Regions from separate parts of the Pan troglodytes genome. Here region 2 is linked to region 1. A link is a contact called in public HiChIP or PLAC-seq data. All regions are on one chromosome and are shown on one strand. Each heading gives the region's core, a stretch centred on a gene start, on an enhancer-like site or on the middle of the called end of the contact. The rest is flanking DNA. Distances are from core to core; before and after follow the strand shown. Region 1 holds the start of SAFB2 (scaffold attachment factor B2). Region 2 holds the start of HSD11B1L (hydroxysteroid 11-beta dehydrogenase 1 like).

What was found. HiChIP or PLAC-seq counts read pairs in DNA pulled down with a chosen protein or histone mark.
Region 2: an H3K4me3 HiChIP or PLAC-seq map of stem cell-derived excitatory neurons shows a contact between it and region 1, with 3 times the contacts expected there. The contact joins the promoter of HSD11B1L here to the promoter of SAFB2 in region 1. A contact is called at or near these places in 1 of 7 Hi-C or Micro-C datasets (stem cell-derived neural progenitor cells) and 1 of 1 datasets of contacts at active chromatin or transcription factors (stem cell-derived excitatory neurons).

Annotation. Positions count from the first base shown.
Region 1 is chr20:7,966,035-7,972,743 of NHGRI_mPanTro3-v2.0_pri, reverse strand. It overlaps SAFB2 (scaffold attachment factor B2), which reads left to right and starts at 3,839. Exons shown (of 21, transcript XM_054673220.2): 1 at 3,839-4,292; 2 at 5,426-5,513. The coding sequence starts at 4,107. It overlaps SAFB (scaffold attachment factor B), which reads right to left and starts at 3,859. Exons shown (of 21, transcript XM_016934768.4): 1 at 3,428-3,859; 2 at 333-417. The coding sequence starts at 3,616.
Region 2 is chr20:8,024,384-8,031,092 of NHGRI_mPanTro3-v2.0_pri, reverse strand. It overlaps HSD11B1L (hydroxysteroid 11-beta dehydrogenase 1 like), which reads right to left and starts at 3,787. Exons shown (of 8, transcript XM_054673231.2): 1 at 3,671-3,787; 2 at 109-195; 3 at 1-25. The coding sequence starts at 181. MICOS13 (mitochondrial contact site and cristae organizing system subunit 13) reads left to right here and starts at 3,887. Exons shown (of 4, transcript XM_512299.9): 1 at 3,887-4,488; 2 at 5,183-5,360; 3 at 5,550-5,601; 4 at 6,298-6,524. The coding sequence starts at 4,460. The coding sequence ends at 6,395.

The DNA.
Region 1 (6,709 bases), core at 2,590-5,089:
CTCCTACCACAGCCCCGAGTCGCCTGGAATTACAGGCACACGCCACTGTGACTGACTCCCGAAAGACTCCTTATTTAAGGACCGCTGACAATCTACAGAGGAAAATGAATAAAGGACAAATACTCCTTCCATCCTCCGTTGGAATTCCCAGATACCAAGAAAACAAAACACAGTAGAGAGATCTTGAAAGAAAATGCAAAGCTTCGCTGAAGGCTCCCAGTTCAGAGTGGTTCACAAGTCCAACACACAGACAAGTAAACGAGGCACATTAGCAATGTATTCGTTTTGAAGAAAGCACTTAACATGAAACTTGCTTATGAAATCCTCCATACCTTTGCTAGACCTCTTTGATGTTTTCTTGTTTCCCTCGGAGGTAATTTCAATTTCGTCAGGATTACCACCTTCATCTTCAATTGCCTAAAAAGAAGGGAAAAGTAAAGTTGATCCAAAAAGTCAGCTCACACACTGCTTTCAGAGAGCTCTCAGGTGACAAGGAAACTGTATTTTTAAGATCAAAAAGCTGCTGCCGCCCTCACCACCCAGGACCTGTGGCCCATCCACTCATCTGTTATCTTGCTCTACACTGGAGACCGACTGACGCCACCAGTTCTTAGCTGGGTGGTCCCAGGCAGGTTTACTTAGGTGCTCAGTTTTTGCTTCTTCCTCCGGAACATGCGGCTAATAATAATATAGTACTTACCCTGGAAGGCTGTTGTGAGGACTCTACTAGCCATGAAAAGGAAGCACTCAGCAAACAGTAGGCTTATCTGGTTCATCTCCTTCCTAAGCCCAGAAGAACTCAAAAAGGGAAAGGCACACTCTCCATTTCCCCTGACTTTACTCACAAAATACTCTTTAACCTTCCAGGGACTCCCTCCACGCCGTGCCTGTACTCAGTACTGTCTGGACAGAATACTAATGCTCGCTGACTGGGATCCTACTGTGTGTTACGCACGAGACCCGTCACGACATGCATGACCTCATCCGATCCCCATCATGTACATTCACAACCGACTCCAGTACCTCATTCTCAACCACTACGTGATTGTGCCTCATCAGATATTGAATTATAAGAATTTCTTGGCACGCCCAGCCTCCCACCCCAGGACTCTGTCATTCACTTCAACTATGCCCATCCTCAGCACAGTGCCTGGCATCAACTAAGCCATCAGTACCGAACACGTCAATCACGATGACATCCCTAGAAACTTAGCTTCAGGTCAAGTTTTACTGATAACTTTTCCAGTCTTTACTCTCCTGTCCCATGAGCACAAGTTTTGTTTACATCATTTCATGTACTATGTTTTATCTGCAGAGGTTTGGAAGCCTCCAAGTTTCCCAGGTGGGTAAGTCTGAATTGAGATAGGGCCTGGGGGTTCCACATCTCATCTTTACCAGCAGCAACAAAAATCTCTCCTCTCAGAAGCCAGAAAAGGGACTGAAGTTCTTTCCTGGGATCAAGGAAAAGTACAATCACCAAGTCCCTCACCCTTTTCCCGGGGACAGGCAATTCTGAATCACCACCAGGAGAAGAGAAGCAATGCCCTAGGCAGGTGTCCTGTTTCCCCTTTTTGCTCTTTTGCCCTTCCTGGAAAAATAAACCAAGAAAGGGACACCAACAGGATGACAGAAACGGGAAGAGAATGAGATCAGGAACTCCAGACTGGCTTGGGTGAGTAGCAGACAGGGATACGGGCTGGCGGTATTCGTGTTTTGGGACCACATCTTGAAGAAAATGAAAAGGAGAAGGAAGAAGGAACAAATCTGTGCTCTCAGAGATGACAGTGAGTGATGGGAAGTCTCAGTCACCAGCTTGACAGGAAGATCACAGCAGCTTTTCAGGCCTATGGACCGTCCAGGGAGAAAAAAAGGATAAAGCCTCTTAATTTGGCTTAGCTGATGGGAGGCCCTGGTGGCGGGGCACCACACCTGACCAGCCGCCAATCTCCACTCTCTGCATTTTCTCTGGGTAAATATGTAGATCAGTGGGCTTCCTGCCTTATCTGAGTAAAGAGAATCCATAGTGAAAAGAAACACAAGCTTGAGCTTTTAAAAGGCCCATGTGACTCTGGCCGAGACAACTATCCACCCTTGAGCCCAGGGTTTCTCATCAGGAAAAAAAAAAAAAAAAAAAAAAAATCCCTACTTCTTCTCATCACCAATTAATAATAAAGCCCTGTGATCTCCGTAGTTCCGGAGTCAGGATGGTGGGATGTGTCACCAGCCCCACTGCCTGCAGGGGCTGGGGGGTGGGCGGCCAGGCGGAGCAACTATAGGGGAGAGGTCCCAGAGTAGCCAGGTGGAAGAAAGGCAGAGAAAGAAAGCTACAGGAATAAGGAAACCGCAGGTGGCTAACCTTTACTTGCCTCTCTGCTTTTCCTAGGGATCCTTTGAATCCCCCAAGGGAGGCGTTAGAGCCCCCGATCTGCAAATGAGGACTCGTGGTGGCACAGAGAGAAAAAGCGAATCGTGATGGCAACCACACACCGAGTGTTTACATGCGCCAGGCAGCACGCCAAGCCTGCTCCACGCAACCTTATTTAATCCCCAAACCAAAGTCCTATTGCTTTTTTGCTTCTTACAGGAGAAAAAAAAAAAGAATAGAAAAGAGGACTCAGAAGGGGTTCAAGGTCTCCTATGCCCAAGATCAGGCCACCGAGAGCTGGCAGGGTCCCCAAGTCCAGAGAGACTGACGGAGCTGGGGGAGCCCAGGCTCTGCCCGCCTCCCGGGCAGTTCTGAGGCTGGTTTTAAAGTCCACCCCGGGTCTCCCCTCATTTCACATTTCTGATCACTACCGTCAACACCACTTTTCCTTCCTGCCATGTTACTTCACCGAGCGAGTACCGGCAAACCGTGAAAACTGGATTGCGGTGGTGTTTTTTCTATTTTTCCCTTTGAGTATGTCCTACGGGTGTTTCCTTTGTGAATCAGCCCCGATTCAGGCTGGTCGGTCCCCTGTGGGTCACAAAGCATCTTCCCTGGGGAAACCAAGCGGCCGAATCAGGAATCCCAGGGCCTGGGTTCAAATCCCGACGCTGCCCGTCCTCGGCCGTGTGACCTTGGCCGAGTCCCTTCCCCTCGCCTAGGAAATGAGGGTTTCAGGGTCTCCCCTCCAGGTACGGAGGCGGGGACGAGACGAGGGGAGAACCCTCCTCTCAGTGGACGATGTCACCCGTCACCGTTTCTCCTGCACGCGTGCCGTTTTTGTGGTTCTCCCGGCCCCAATGCGGCGTTAGGATTTGAACCCAGGCCCAGCCGGCCAAGGAACTCTCGCCGGGGCCTCGGAGGAGCCGGGGGACGCGAGAGCGCCAGGTCCGGGGAGGCCGCGAACGGGGCCGGGGGCGGAAGCCAGGGCCCGCGAGCCACCGTCGCGGCCAAGAGGACCCCAGACCCACCCTGTGCCCGCCCTCGGGGCCCCAAATCCACCTTCTTCAGCCGCTCCATCAAAACGCTCTTGTTGCCGCTCGAGTCCACATTCCGTTTCCTCAGCTCCGCCCGCAGATCGATCACTCGCAGGTCGCTGAGGCGCCGCGTCCCGGTCTCTGACGAGGCGGAGCTCAGAGCCGCCGCGCCCGCCGCTCCAGAATCACCTAGGCCTGACAGAGTCTCCGCCATTCCAGGGACCCTGGCTCCGCCGCCCACTTTCCACAGAACCGGGCCGGTTTTATCAGGCTCCTAGCACAAAATGGCGCCGCCTGCGAGTGAACCGCTCCAGTCGCCCCAGCGCGCCTCGCTTCTGCGCAGGCGCACCAAGCGTAGGTTCTAGTATCCCGGTTGCAACTGCACATGCGCAGTGAGAACAACGCGGGGATGTGCGCAGACGCGTTGCGTCTCGTCAGCCTCCCGCCGGGAACTGCCGGGACGCATGCGAGCTGCAGATTCAGCGCTTGCGCGTTGTGCCGGGGAACCCGCGGTTGGTGGACGCGCGAGCGTCCTTGCTGCTAAGTACGCTGGTGGGGGCGGTGCGCGTGCGCGTGCGCGGCCGCAAAGCGGGGCGGGAGGAAACGAGTGCGTTTTCCTCTTAGGCGGCGCCATTTTGTGTTCAGAGCCGCTATAGCTGCCGGCGGTGTGCGACTGAGTCGGTGGCGAAGACGGGAACGCGACGATGGCGGAGACTCTGCCCGGGTCGGGCGACTCGGGCCCTGGCACGGCTTCTCTCGGCCCGGGCGTTGCGGAGACTGGGACGAGGCGGCTCAGCGAGCTGCGGGTGATCGATCTGCGGGCGGAGCTGAAGAAGCGGAACCTGGACACGGGCGGCAACAAGAGCGTCCTGATGGAGCGGCTCAAGAAGGTGAGGCGGCGCGGGGCTCGGGGGTGGCGCAGGAGGCCCGGGCACGCCCCCGCCTGCACCTGTCACCGCGGCTCCCGGACCCGGGGCGCCCTGGGTTCGCCCCGCGTCTTGGCCGACCCCGGCTCGAGGTGTCGGGCACCCAGGGGGCCGGCTGTGTGACCTTGGCCCGTCACCGCTCCTCTCTGTGCCTCCCTTCCTATCCTCTTTCCACCTTTTCTCCTCAAGCGCGCTCAGCGTGCGGTCTTCTCCGCTACCAGGGTGGCCCCAGGACCCCTCCTGGGGCTCCCGATCGAGCCTTGGCTCTGTGACCTTGGGCAGGTGCCTTTCTCTCTGTGCCTCAGTTTCCTCCTCCGGAGAATGGGTGTCTGGCGGACTCCAGAGCATTTACAGGAAAGGGGGCGGTGCTTGTTCTTGCCCCAGGGCCTTGGCCTTTACGAAGCTGTCCACCCGGGTCCCCCAGATCTTCTCGTGGCCGGCCCCTTGTTGTCATTTTGGGTCTGCCTGAGGCATCACCTTCCTGAGCGCCCTTCCTAATGCGCTGCCCCACCTCCTTGCCAGCTCATCCTGCGTTTGTGTCGCACCTCGCTGAAAGCAGGGGCTAAATGCAAAATATTAAGGGGTTGGGAATTGTCTGTTTCCGCAACTGGAACAAACAACTTGAGCATAGGGAGGGAGCTTGTGGGTGCCCAGTCCTGGACCCGGCAGGTGGCAGGCACTGAGGGACCTGTTGAATCTCCCCAGGCTGGCTGCTGTTCCTCCTCACCAGCGGTGGCCAGCCCTTCACCGAGGCCGGGCCAAGTGCAGCCTCTCTGTTCTAATTTGTCTCATCATATAACTTTAAAGTCGAAGGTTGGGCAGTGTCGAGTTGAGTTGCCATTTTGGAACTGGTCCTTGACCCCAATTCTGGAGCTCCTGCTCACAGCCTCCCTCTCCTTTGTCATTTGGACCCAGAGAGACGCAAGTTGTGCGGGGTTCCTCCTCCGCCTTTTGGGCTTGCGGCCCAGATAGCTGACCCGGAGTTGCTCTTTGCATGGACGGGTTTGCCTTTGTTTCATGGGAGGTTGTTACTTGTAAGGAACAGTGTGTGCCCTGCAGCTCTTAATGATGTTGTAAAACTCATCTCTCCCTAATAGGCGGTTAAAGAAGAGGGGCAAGATCCTGATGAAATTGGCATCGAATTAGAAGCCACCAGCAAGAAGTCAGCCAAGAGATGTGTTAAAGGTATTGTACGTATGCTGCTTGGGGCTTGAGTGTTCAGAGAATTTAGAGAAATGGTGTGTAGTGTGCTCTTCCCGCCTTCTAGGCTGGGAGAATTTCTCTGGTACTCGGTGTCCCCCCACTAAGTGTTAGCTTTGCTCGTCACCACCTAACAGGTAGCTCTGTCAAGGGCACAGGGAGGAGGAAAGAGATGTACAGGTGCCAAGTGCAATTAAAATATACGAAAAACGTTTCAGCTTCTGCCATTGGGATTAAAAGTCAACTAGAGAAAGACAAGCTCTTAAAGCTACTTCTACGGGTCTGAGGAACCAAATGTACCTACTTGGCTTCCTTCCTGGTTCAAAAAATAGGTCTTAACCCAAAGAAAAGGACACCAACCCGAGACCGAATAGAACTCAGCTTTGCTAGGGTCCAAAGTAGATTGTTGGGGTATTTGCACTCAGCCTATTTTTTACTATTACGGTTTTTGAATGTGAAGGTTTCATTCACAGACCGTTAAATTCATCAGGTTAAGGTGTACAATTCAGTGCTTCCTAGTGTATACACAAGGCTCTGCCACCACCACCACCGTCTCCTTCTGGATTTTCATCACCCAAAAAGGAAACCCGGTCCTCATTAGAAGTTAGTCGCCTTACTTTTCTCCCTCCAGCCCCTGGCAACTACTAATCCATGTTCTGTCCGCATAGATTTGCCTATTGTGGACATTTCATGTAGATGGAATTGCACAACATATGGCCATTTGCATCAGCTTTCACGTAGCATAATGCTTAAAGGTCATCTGTGTTGTAACATGTGTTGTAACATGTATCGATACTTCATTCCTGTTTATGGCTGATACCAGTTATTTTTGAAAGCATTGAATTCCATAAAACTTTGAAGCTTTCACTATCCCAGTTGGTATTGTTAGGTTTTATGGTGATAAGGATAATATAATTTAGGTTTCCTGTGCAGGGGGCCTGTTTTCTTGGAAAAGTGCTAAATTCAGGCAGTGGAGGATCAGTGCTTAGAAAGTAGAAAGAAATTGTAGCATTTTTAACAATTTCATTTTTTTAATAGCTTTTTCTTCTTAATGTGTTTCATAACATATTAACTGTTTAAAACATGTGCATGTAGTTTGAAAGATTAAATCTTTTAGTTAGGTTGCATAAGAGCTTTAAGTTAAAGTTTAATTTTGACACATGGTTACGTTTTTGCTGTTC
Region 2 (6,709 bases), core at 2,538-5,037, 58 kb before region 1:
AGCACTCGCGCTCCCTGGAGGCTGGCTGGCCATAGCCGGGGTGGTCACTCTGGGCGGAGGACAGGACAGCTGGCCCGGTTTCTCCCTCCCTCAACCCCAGGTGCTCACCTGGGTCAAAGTTGTCATCCCAATAATAGGCGAAGAACAGGGCCCCCAGCCCTGTGAGGAGAAGCACCTTCATGGTCCTCTGTGGGCCTGCAGAGGGACAGGGGACAGAGGTGGCCGGCACAGGCCTGGCCCACAGCCACCCGTGTTTGGTGGGTGTTTGGTGATGCCACCGCCTTGGATCCACGCCTTCCTATCCACCTCCACAGCCACCACCTGTCCAGGCCACCACGGTGGCTCCATGAACCACCGCACCTGCACCCTCCCCCTCCACCCTTCTCAGCCCTCTCCATCCACACACCTTGCCTCTCCTGGACTGAAAATCCTTCCTGTTCCAGTTAGAATAAAAACCAGACTCCTTGGTGGCTACAAACGCCCTGTGTGGACCTGTCCTCCTTGCTCACTCCGCTCCACTAAAACAGACCCTTCGCTGTTCCTTTAAACCAGCCAGTCACCATCCTGCCTCAGGGCCTTCTCATGGGCTGTTCCTACTGCCTAGAATGCTGTTCCCGGATATAACCCAATGGCTTGCTCTCTCACTTCTTTCAAGTCTCAGTGCAAAAGTGACCTCCTTCAGCTGGATGTGGTGGCTCATGCCTGGAATCCCAGCACTTTGGGAGGCTGAGGCGGGCAAATCACTTGAGATCAGGAGTTCGAGACCAGCCTGGCCAACATGGTGAAACCCCATCTCTATTAAAAATACAAAAATTAGCCGGGCGCGGTGGCAGGTGCCTGTAATCCCAGCTACTCAGGGGGCTGAGGCATGCACATGCCTGTAATCCAGATACTTGGGAGGCTGAGGCAGGAGAATCGCTTGAACCTGGGAGGTAGAGGTTGCAGTGTGCCGAGATTTGCCATTGCACTCCAGCCTAGGCAACAAGAGCGAAACTCCGTATCAAAAACAAACAAACAAACAAAGAACAGTGACCTCCTTCAAGTGAGGGCCTCCTTTTTTTTATTATTTTTTTTTATTTTTGAGGCAGAGTCTCACTCTGTTGCTCAGGCTGGAGTGCAGTGGTGTGACCATAGCTCACTGCAGCCTGGACCTCTTGGGCTCAAGCAATCCTCTTGCCTCAGCCAATGGAGCAGCTGGGACTACAGGTGGGCACACCAGCACACCCAACTAATCATAGTATTTTTTGTAGGGATGGGGTCTCACTATGCTGCCCAGGCTGATTTTGAACTCCTGGGCTCAAGTGATCCTCCTGCCTCAGCCTCCCAAAGTGCTGGGATTACAGGTGTAAACCACCGTGCCCAGCCCAAGGATCATTTGTTACTCGTTCCACCATCCTTCTCTCCCTGTAGACCATCAGCTCCATAAGGGCAGGAAGGAAATGGAAATCTTCTATTTTGTTCACTATTGGGTCTTCAGAGCCCAAAACTGTGCCAGGTACACAGTAGGTGCTCAATAGGTACCAGATTGATCATGGAGTGATGTGAGGCACGTGGGAGGCGAGAGGTGAGGAAGCCAAGAGACAGCTCACTCTCCGGAGACACCCAGAAGGAATTTGACACGTGGGGCTGGGTTGGAGACAGAGGTGCCTGCGTCATCCAGATGAAGATATGATTTATGATTTCAGCTGTGGGAGCTGATTCACTAATTCCAGGGAGAAGGTGAAAGAGAGAAACAGTCCAGGTTCTTTTTTTTTTTTTTTTTTTTTTGAGACTGAGTTTCACTCTTGTTGCACAGGCTGGGATTACACTTTGTAATCCCAGCATTATGGGAGGCCGAGGTGGGTGGATCACTTGAGGTTGGGAGTTCGAGACCAGCCTGACCAACATGGAGAAACCCAGTCTCTACTAAAAATACTAAATTAGCTGGGCATGCTGGCACATGCCTGTGATCCCAGCCAATGGAGCAGCTAGGACTACAGGTGGGTGCACCAGCACGCCCAACTAATCATCGTATTTTTTGTAGAGATGGGGTCTCCTGCTGAGGCAGGAGAATTGCTTGAACCCAGCGGGGCGGAGATTGCAGCGAGCTGAGATCGCCCCACTGCATTCCAGCCTGGGCAACAGAGTGAGACTCTGTCTTAAAAAAAAAAAAAAAATTCAATGGGACAAGGGGAAGGGGACTTCCAGAACCAGGAAGCTGAGACAGACCAGATGGAGCGGATCATTGAGGAGTCCCTAAATCTCCCATCTGTAGGTCCAGCCCTAGGTTCTTTGCCTCTGCTGTCTTCTGGGTGTCTCCTCTTGACAACCTCCAGGCCCCTTAGAACCAGCAGGACCCAATCCAGGCTCAGCATGTCACCCCACACCTGCTTCTCTTCCCAGCTCACCATCACAGAAATAGCCCCACTGTCCCCTGTCCCTAAATGGGAGACCCAGGTATTGTCCTCACCTCCTTCTATCCTTTCACCCCCATGAGCTCATGGTTTTCAGATCTTATCAGTTCTCCCTCTCCAGTCTCTCCCCAGCTGTCCCTTCCTCTCTCTCTCCAGGACTCCCAGATTGTCACCTCCCTCCTAGACCCTACCCTGGGCCTGACCACCCCCATCTTTCCTTTGGCCTCCCTTCCATCTCCCACTTGGTCTCCCCCACCTCCACACTGGCTTCCCCATGTCCATACTCATTCTCTCCCTGCCTCTTCTGTCAATGCAGCCAAAGGCGTCTGTGTCAAAAGCAACATGGCCATGGCCCTTCCTGCTCCAAACCCTCTCAGGGGTCCCCACTGCAACTGATGGAAACCAGGCTCCTCACTGCACCCCATGAGGCCCTGCAGGTATAGCCCCTGACTACCTGTCTATCCTCCTCTCCCACGGCCCCATCTATGAATCGTTCAGTTCTCAAAATAATGAACTCCTCACCTTCCCCAGACACACCAGGCATGCCCACAGCAAGAAACGAGCTTCCACCTTTTCCCCTTCCAGGGACAGCCCATGAAGCCCCTCTGCTCATCCCTCTTTCCACCCCCAGCTCTACACTGACTGCAGCAGCCCGGCAGGGGGAAGTGGGACCAGATGGACTGACGGGTGGACGATTGGGTGGATGGATGAATGGATACATGGACAGATGCATGTATGGATGCATAGATAGAAGGATGGATGGGTGGATGGATGGATGATGCACGGAGAGATGTATGGGTGGATAGATGGATGAGTGGATGGATGTATGAATGGATAAATGGGGGGAACACATAAATGGATGGAAGGATGGATGTATGGACGGACGGATGCATGGATGGATGGATGGATGGATGGACGGATAGATGAGTGGATGGCCAGATAAATAGATGGATGGGTGGACAGATGGATGAGTGGAAGGATGGGGGGAGCAGATGGATGAATGGATGGGTGGGTGGATGGGCGGACAGATGGATGAACGGAAGTGTGGATGCATAGATGGAAGGATGGATGGGTGGATGGCCAGATGGATAGACGGGTGGGGGACAGATGGATGGATGGGCAGATGAACGGTTGAAGCAGCCCGGCCGAAATGCTGGAGAAATGGGGGGAAGCCCTGCAGAACGCATCGGCCCCTTCTTGACCTCGGCGGGCCTTAGCTTCCCCTCTGAACAAAGCGGGCGTGTGACCCTCTGCGCACCCCTAAACCGTGCACTCACCCGCTCAGGCCTCAGTTTCCCCCACTGTCCAGCGGGGGTGGGGTCCCGGGCTGGGAGCCACGCGAACGCCCCCACGGTCCTCTCTTCTCGGCCGCCTCCTGCCGGGTCCCCGACCGCACCCCTCCCGTAGGGCACGGGTCACGTGACTCGAAGCCCACCTCCTCCCGGGGAGGGGCCGGGCCTCGGGGACCCAGCGCCGGAGCGTCGCCGGGCAACAGTCCCCGCCTGGTTTCCACCTCCCAGCAGGGGCCCGGCCCCGCCCCCTGGGCGGACGCCCCGCCTCCGAATCGATCACGTGAGGGGGCCGCAGCTCTCGAACAATCCCGCCCTCTCGTTGCCGTGACAACTGCCTTGTAGGCACACTCTTCTTAAGTCCGGGCCCTTGGTCCCCCGCGCGGGCGCGGGTGGATCTCTCGGGCTCTGACTTCTTTTCGGGTCACCTTCAGGCTTCAGCCAGGCACCTGATGCCTCTTTCCCCTCACGGTGCCAGGGCTGGGCCGGGCCGAACGACATTTCCCAGGAGGCTCCGCGGCCAGGTGCAAACAGCGCCGTGCTGACTACATTTCCCAGACAGCCTTGCGGCGGCCCGGGCCTTAAAGCGTCCATTTCCCAGCGGCCCTCCGCTGCGAGACCGCAGCCCTTCTCTGGAGTCTCAGAGCCGCAAGACACCACGACTCCCAGAGGACCTTGCGTCGGGCAAGAAAGACTACACCTTCCAGAGGCCTCTGCGGCGCCGCGACAGGAAGCGACAGGCGAGCCGAGTGTCCTTGCGCGTGGATCCGAGCGACCATGGTGGCCCGGGTGTGGTCGCTGATGAGGTGCGTGGGGGCGCCGGAGGGGACCCGAGTCCCCGAAAAAGTCCCTTTTTGTGGGCATCCCTGTCTCCAGTCTGGTCCCGATCTGCTCTTCGCTTCCCGTAGAGTCACTTCCCCTTCGTCCCCCGCCTATGGGCCAGATAGGGAAACTGAGGCTTCAGCGGGGTGGGGCTTCCCAAGGTCGCCAATCCCCTCCCTCCTGCTTCCCAGCGAGCCCTTGGCGTTCCGTTCGCGGTGTCAGCCTCCGCCTCCGAGCCTCAGTTGTCTTCTCTGTGAAGTGGGAATGCCGGTGAATCCTGCCGCTGGCGTGGATGAGAAGTGAATGCATGCTCGGAGCTGCGAGTGACAGCGGGCAGGAGGCGCCCAGGGACACTTGGTTTCTCCAGGGCTGGAAGGCTTCTAGAAGGTCAAGATCTTACGTCTTCACTGCCCCTGCTCACTGTGGGACTTTGAGTGACCCACTCTCCCCCTCTGGGTTTCAGTTCATCAGTTAAAGTGGCGTCCAGCCGCCCTGCCTTGCACGTTGTAAAATGAGTGCTGTATATAATAGGGGTCTGGGTCGACGGTGCTGCACTACAGAGTGTCACCCTGTGGACGGTGAGCCCTCAGGAGGGTCTCACTCTCCCCGTGGGCCTTGGCCCCTGAGGGTGGCTGTCAGTGTCCGCTGAGCTTCTGCTCCTCCCGTCCCTGCCCGCAGGTTCCTCATCAAGGGAAGTGTGGCTGGGGGCGCCGTCTACCTGGTGTACGACCAGGAGCTGCTGGGGCCCAGCGACAAGAGCCAGGCAGCCCTACAGAAGGCTGGGGAGGTGGTCCCCCCAGCCATGTACCAGTTCAGCCAGTACGTGTGTCAGCAGACAGGCCTGCAGATACCCCAGGTACTACGGGCCGGGAGCGAGGCCAGGGCTTGGCGGGTGGTCAGCTCTGGGAGGTCCCTCCAGCCCTGCACGATGTTGTCCTCCATATTGATGCTGGCCTGATTCTCCGGCCTGTCCTCCTCCCTCCGCCTCTGGGAATGGGCTGCTGAGCCTTTTCACCAGTTCTTTCTGCCCATCTCTTTTTCCCAGCTCCCAGCCCCTCCAAAGATTTACTTTCCCATCCGTGACTCCTGGAATGCAGGTAAGGCACCCAGTTTCTTTGCTTGGAGGGAGACACCCCAGTCTAGCCCCTCTCCCCACTTCCTGGCCATTCCTTTCTGTCCATCCTCCTTCGTGCCCGACACGTGTCTCTTAGGGATCTAAAAGGGAAAGGAGGCCGAGCACAGTGGCTCACGCCTGTAATCCCAGCACTTTGGGAGGCTGAGGTGGGCGGATCATCTGAAGTCAGGAGTTCGAGACCAGCCTGGGCAACATGGTGAAACCCCATCTCTACTAAAAATACAAAAATTAACCGTGCGTGGTGATGCACATCTGTAATCCCAGCTGCTGCTTGAGAGGCTGAAGCAGGAGAATTGCTTGAACCCAGGAGGCAGAGGTTGCAGTGAGCCGAGGTTGCACCACTGCACTCCAGCCTGGGCGACAGGGCGAGACTCCATCTCAAAAAAATAAAATACAAAAATTAGCCTGGTATGGTGACGCACTTGTAGTCCCAGCTACTTGGGAGGCTGAGGCAAGAGAATCGCTTGAACCCAGGAGGCGAAGGTTGCAGTGAGCCGAGATTGCACTACTGCACTCCAGCCTGGGAGACAGAGTGAGACTCCGTCCCCGCCCCCCACCCACCCCCCACCGCCCAAAACCAACTCTAGAGTTTCCCAGGGGTTGGAGGCTGGGTGAGGCTGGGAGGGGAGTATCACCAGTGGCCGTCCCTTTCCCACAGGCATCATGACGGTGATGTCAGCTCTGTCGGTGGCCCCCTCCAAGGCCCGCGAGTACTCCAAGGAGGGCTGGGAGTATGTGAAGGCGCGCACCAAGTAGCGAGTCAGCAGGGGCCGCCTGCCCCGGCCAGAACGGGCAGGGCTGCCACTGACCTGAAGACTCCGGACTGGGACCCCACTCCGAGGGCAGCTCCCGGCCTTGCCGGCACAATAAAGGACTTCAGAAGTGTTCCCTGACCCGTGTGCTGGCCCCAGGGAGCACAGGGTTGGCCTGGTGGTGCCCAGAGCACCGAGGCCTGGGCTTCTGGCTCCTGATGGCTTGTCAGGGCTTGACCTTGACCACAGGCCATAGCACTCCCCTTTGCCGTCTGCTCTGGTGCGGGGAGTCAAGAGGTCAGAGCGGCTGCTCCCGGT